Linked DNA regions of Drosophila melanogaster: region 2 is linked to region 1. The links are chromatin contacts, called in public Hi-C maps. All regions are on one chromosome and are shown on one strand. Each heading gives the region's core, a stretch centred on a gene start, on an enhancer-like site or on the middle of the called end of the contact. The rest is flanking DNA. Distances are from core to core; before and after follow the strand shown.

What was found. A called contact is a pair of places that touch in the nucleus more often than the background predicts.
Region 2: a Hi-C map of the Kc167 cell line shows a contact between it and region 1, with 1.7 times the contacts expected there. The contact joins the promoter of AstA-R2 here to the promoter of CG34353 in region 1. A contact is called at or near these places in 13 of 107 Hi-C or Micro-C datasets (the Kc167 cell line, the S2 cell line, the Sg4 cell line and 5 more).

Annotation. Positions count from the first base shown.
Region 1 is chr3R:27,904,221-27,907,120 of dm6, forward strand. CG34353 reads right to left here and starts at 1,623. Exons shown (of 13, transcript NM_001300642.1): 1 at 751-1,623.
Region 2 is chr3R:28,742,841-28,746,057 of dm6, forward strand. It overlaps AstA-R2 (Allatostatin A receptor 2), which reads right to left and starts at 1,942. Exons shown (of 4, transcript NM_079820.3): 1 at 646-1,942. The coding sequence starts at 1,185.

The DNA of each region.
Region 1 (2,900 bases), core at 373-2,872:
TAATCCCATTTAAATAGGATTGACAATGATGAGTTTTAATGCATTTTTTTTTCAATTGAATTTCAAAGCAGATTTAAAAAACAATGTGCCCTACCACCGCAAAATGATCAGCAAGCATTCATAATTTATACGGATATCAATCGATTAAGCTCGACTGGCATATTATGCGAGTAAACGAACTGTGATTGTCACATCGAGAGATTTGGTTTTCCTTTTGGATTTATGCCATTTCAATCAGATCCGCTCGGTGTTTTTGCAACTGGCGCATAATTGTTTTCTATATAAACTGCATTTTTACAATGTTTCAAACCTTTTGCAATTTGCAATTGGCCATGGCCAAAGCCTATGGCAAAACGGCGATTTATGGGTGGAAAAAATGATAAACTGGCAAACAAAACGAAATAAAATAGAATTCTCGCAGCCAATTGAAGTGCGAAAACACATCATACATATTTTTAATTAATTGTTAAAAAATACAAACAATAAAGCAGCGACAAGGAATACAAGCAAACAAAAAAAAAGGCAATCGTATAGCTTTATTTTATATTAATTATGCAGCTGAATGATTGCAGCACAGGCATTTAAAATGCAGCCAGAGCGGCGAAACAAAAACAATGACTCCAATTAAATTGTGCAATTGCCTTATTTTTCTTAATGCCACTCGTCAATGCAGCGCTCTATGTATGCGGATGTGCATATGAATAATTGTATTAAGGATGACTCCACTTTCAACAGGTGAAGGGGACTTACCTCGCACCAAAATTTCCGGATTATTGTTTCCTGTCGGATTTTTGGCTCTTTTAGCCTGACTAAGCACTTTGACCCGATTGTTTATTTGCCTTTCCTCGCTTTATTAATGGCTGTGTTTTGGCTTGGCACACACACCGTCTATGGCGTTTGCTTATGTTTGGGGATCACTGGAGCACGGGATATGTCACTTTAGTATGCCCAGCGATGCTGCACCGCCTGGGAGTCCTAATTTAAAATGCCGCACAATTTTCCGAGTGCAAATATTTAAATATTTAATTTGCCGGCGCTGATTGTTTACGTTTGGTGCCGTTGTTGCGGCTGCTGGTATTTTTCACTCTTAATTTAATTAAAAATCTTCGTCTTGCTGTCGCTTTCGGTTGCGTTGTGGTTAATCACAATTTATGGCAATGTGTATGCGCCAGTTTGATGGTGCTAGAATCTTGCCCAGCGGTGTAGGCCCAACGGTATTTCGCGAGAGAGCGGAAAATTTTTGGCGAAGCGAGAGAGCGCGCGTAGGTGCCAAAAAACGGTAAAGGGACGACGCGAGAGGAGCAGTTTTTATAACCGAAATCCCGAACCGCGATTTGGTTTGCCGGTTTAAAAAGCCCGAAAACTTACGGAAGGTTTGGTTTGGTTTCAGAATGATAGTTGTTTACTTTCACTTTACTAACACTTCTGTTTCAAAGTATTTTAGAGTTGATTTCTCTCTAGCGGTTTCCTCAGTGACTTCAATTCAATTCACTATTAATTATAAAGTACCGCGAGTTCGATTTTCGACTTAAACTTGTGCAGATTCAATTTAAACACCTTTTTTTCGGTGGCAGTGGGACGAGAGCACACAACCGTTTGCTATCGCGTTTCGAATAGGACTGAAGACCGTACGATTCGTTCGTCGTAGGTCGCACGAGTACGGACGAATGGCACGTCGGCAACCACTCGTTGATTCAACAGTTAGCCGAGCGAGCACGACAGGATGGGAAGGGGGGAGTTTACGAACGACCCGCACAATGTAATTGGTATTAGAGCCTCTTCTGGCGCGTGTGGTTGTTGCTGTTGCTCTTTTTGTTTGCTGCCGTTCGACAGCCGCAATCGCAATGAATGTGTGCCACAAGCGAAGAGAAAATTTCTCGCCGCAGAACTAAAGAGAGAATATAGTGGGCGGCTTATGGAACCCATTCGCGGCGAGATAGTAGGAATAGTAGTACTTATGTTCCAGTTTTAAGCATTTGTAAGATATTTTATTTCAGTTTTTAACAAAATGAACTACTTATGTTTAAAATAATAATGCAGGTGTATGCATTTATTTTATAAGTTTTTTTTTCATGCATAGCAATTTTAATATTTATGATATCCTTTAATGTCTTTAACTGTGTTCATTTTAGTTAACCTAATTTTAAATGAGATACCGCTTTCAAATCGCATCTAAGGATACGAAAGCTTAAAGCTTTCTGCAGCTTTACTTTAAGTGGGAAATGTTCTCTTGATAAAAAAGGGATATTTTCTCTTAGCTCGAACTGTTTGGTTAACTATATTTTTATAACTCTAATATTTTAAAGTTTTCTTTAAAGAAAATATAAGAATATTTTTATAATATAAACAAAACCAATTGGCATAAACGAACAATGTTTATCTTTTCATTACTTTGAGCAGCAACCTAGTGTACAAATATGTAGTGTTACATCTGGTAACATCTTCCAAAACCCTCAAAACTTCACCACGCCATGATGTTTATTTTGGACTTCTTGTTTCCCCCAAATATTTGAAAATTCCAAAATTAAGTAAGAAACTCTGCTAATTGACAGCTTTGTGGTGCGTCCTTCTGTCCATCGGAGTTCTGTGTTATTTATAGTTGTTTGCTTTTTTTCTGCTGCTCGTCTCGTTCCATTGGCCATTCTGCCCATTTTGGCCATTTTGGCCATGGACATGAACTTCGACTCGGTTTTGGGCCACATCTTCACGCTTCAAGGCCGACACACACTTGAAATGCGCCCCCAATTCATTTTCTTTTCTTACTTAGGCTCCTCGAGCCAGTTTATTGTTATTTTGGCCATTTCTGTTTTTGTTTTCTGGCAAACTTCTTGTACTGCCATCTGCGAAATGAAGCTTACCGCCCACTAGCCGGCTTCAGAGTGCCAATGGTTACCAGCTCC
Region 2 (3,217 bases), core at 692-3,191, 840 kb after region 1:
CCCGCGAAGACATTTATCATACGCAGTGTGCGCCCAAAGTTCGCAAGTGCAAAGTTTCCATAATGGCCGCTTGTTACGACTTACGACTGCCCATGATTTACGCGCTTTTGGATCAACAGTTGAATTTGAAATTTTGCAAGCCACACGGAGAGGAGGTGGGCAGATATGGGCAGATACCGCCCAGTTGGCAAGTGTTTCTCGCTGGCTATCTGGTCTATAATTAAAAATTTATGAATTCAAAATAGCAAATTAGTAACAAAAACAAATCGGGCGCCGCGCATCGCGAAATTTTCAATATAAACACAAAACAGAAAATAAGATAAAATGGGGATACTTTAATAGGGGCATATAGTAAAAACAAATGAGTTGTATCAGGATCAGTCGATTGGACGATCGCTGGTTTGTGCGGGGTCTTCGCTTTCTGGATTACGATCTGGCAGAAGGCAGACCATCTATCTAGGTATCTATAGCTACATTAGAACCAGGCAGTCGGCACCATTGACGTGCAGCGAGAGGAATCTAACGAGGTGACGATGATGGAAAGCAATAAATTTGCCTGGCCCGTGTTCTTCACAGCAAATTCAGGCACAGCAGGCCCACTTATAGCATTCTACCCACTCCTCCCACTCTTCCACTCCCACTTACCACCACGTCGTGGGTGAAGGCCACTGGCACCGAAACGACCAGCACCACGATCCACAGAGTCACGATGGCAATCAGGGTAATGTTCTCCGTCCTCATCATCCGCGAGCGAATGGGATGAACCACCGCCAGGAACCGATCGATGGACATCAGCACCAGCGTGTAAATGGAGGCGAAGGCGGTCACCACAATCAGGTACTGGACACTGCGGCACCAGAACCTTCCATATGGCCAGTAGTACACCATGTAATCGGTGGCCGTGAAGGGAATGCAGAGGATTACGAACATCAGATCAGCGGCAGCCAGATTGACAATCATCAGGTTGGTGGTGGAGCGCATGTTGTTGTTGAAGACCACCACCAGGATGACCAGCAGGTTGCCGAAGAATCCCGTGATGGCGATGACGCCGAAGAAGAATCCCACTATCCACGGCAAAGTGCCATTGATGGCCAGCCACTCTTCGTCGGTGAAGAATGAGGTGATATTCTCCTCATTTCTGGTTGCATTTAGGCTAATATTAGCCAGCATTGTGGTGTTCTCCATGTTTTCTCAGCTTTAGTGCACAACTTTCCGGTTCACTTTGTACTGGCTATTGGCGATTTCGCTTGATTGTCACGGGACATTTTCAATTTTGGGCTCTTTTTCGCTCACAGTTCATCGAACGCAAATAACAAATTTCCAATTAGGAGAGTTTCACAAAGCAGCCGCCACAAAAATTCAATTATCATGCGGAATACTACGACCGTTGAGCTTCGGAGACCTCAAAAACGTTTCGCATACGCCGTGTGGTATCGAACTCGACCGGAATTGTTCGCAACGTGGCGGGGGCAAAAGCAATTTGGTCCTTCCACGATAACGGTAATTGTAGGTGGGTAGCACAGGTAAGACAACAATAAAGGACAGCACACAAGGATCACGGTGAGGCGAAAGGCAAGAGAGTGAGTTTAAAGGTGAGGGCACGTGCAAACGACACCGACACAGCCAAACTGTGCCGAGTCACACCCTGACGACAAGGACACCGGGGTGTCCTTAGGTTCGAGGACCACGTTGCTGCACCTACACCATAAATTCAATATGATGTCTTCCTTTCGCTGCGTTTCTGTTTACATTTCTCGTTTGCTTTTTTATTGACAAACGAACGGCATAAATTTTGGGGCTATAAGGCTATGGCCAAAAAACCACGTTCCTATTGTTGCTACCGACTGCTGCGCCGCGGTACGCTATATATTTTCGATTTTATACTGCTGCTTTTGGCCAATTCGATAGTCCACACTGCTCGCGTCCGTATCCAGCGCCCAACTGATTGCTGGCTGAGCTTGTTGAGGAATACTTCGATGCCTCGGCGGCGGCAAAACGCCGGCAGCGACGCCAGCCATCCCAGCAAGAATAATGGCAACAATAGCAACAACCAGCGCAGCTGGCATCTGTGCGTGTGATGGTTTTGGGTGGCCGCCGGAGCCACCTCTTCCTCCTCATCCTCCTCATCCGATCCCAATCCCCATCAGCTGGGCTGGAATGTTTGCTCTTGTTGCTCCCACCGCTAAACTGCTGAACTGCTCGCCCAGTTGAATGGGCAACGCGCCACAGCAATTGTCGGGGCAATCACTACTTGTCCTGGGTCTGCGCCCGCTGTCTTCCATTGTCCTGCACAGCTGGATGTCCTGGCTGATGTCGTCAGCCTCGTCGGCTGCACAGTTGGTGTCGTCTCTGCTCTGCCGCGCTTAGTACATTGCTTAATTTCTCTGATTAACTGCTGGCAGAGGTGGAAAAAAAAAAAACAAAAAACAAAAAAATTGGCACGCGTTCATGCCCACGCCCCCCATTGTACACCGAAAAAAATGGATATGATATGATGTCATGTCTTCTACTTATTACATTCAGTCGATGATGAATTCTATTTACTAGTTATATATATCAACACGGTTATTAAAGATAAATACTTTACATATATTAAAGTATGTTTTTCATATATTCAAGCATGCAGACCAGAGGCGAACTTAAGCTCTCTGCTTTTTATACGTGCCAGTCAGATGGGATCCACTGGTTTAACACCTTTGGTCGCCGGGGATGGCTTGTCACAACATTATATAACCGCAGCCGGCAGATATCCGAGCTCGGTCTTGGTCTAGGTTAAGTCCTCGCCTCATTTACATGCTTTTTACTGCCGCTGCCAACGCAATGCTCACCTGTCACCTGCAGACGTCGACGTCGGCAGCGAAGTCGGCTGCTGCGTCAGCGGCAGCTGTGGCCCCCATCAAACCTGCGGCGGGCTGTCCCGTCGCCTGGCATTTCTGGCTGATGTGAGTGTAGGTGGGGTTGGGAGGTGGGGTGTGAGGTGTGGGGCTATGGCTCAATGCACCCCTGACGAGGACGTCGCCAGCCTGATGAGATTAAATGCGAATTAAGCACCACGAACAACAAACAACGGCTAAAAAAATAAATCAAGAAATCGCCCGGCGACAATGGCCGAGGCAAGCAGCAAAAGGCGGCATTATGTTTATTTAATGTGCAGCACTGCGGACTTAATGAAGTCTTTAATTCTTAATGCAGCTTCATTGCCTATTTAAATGGCCGA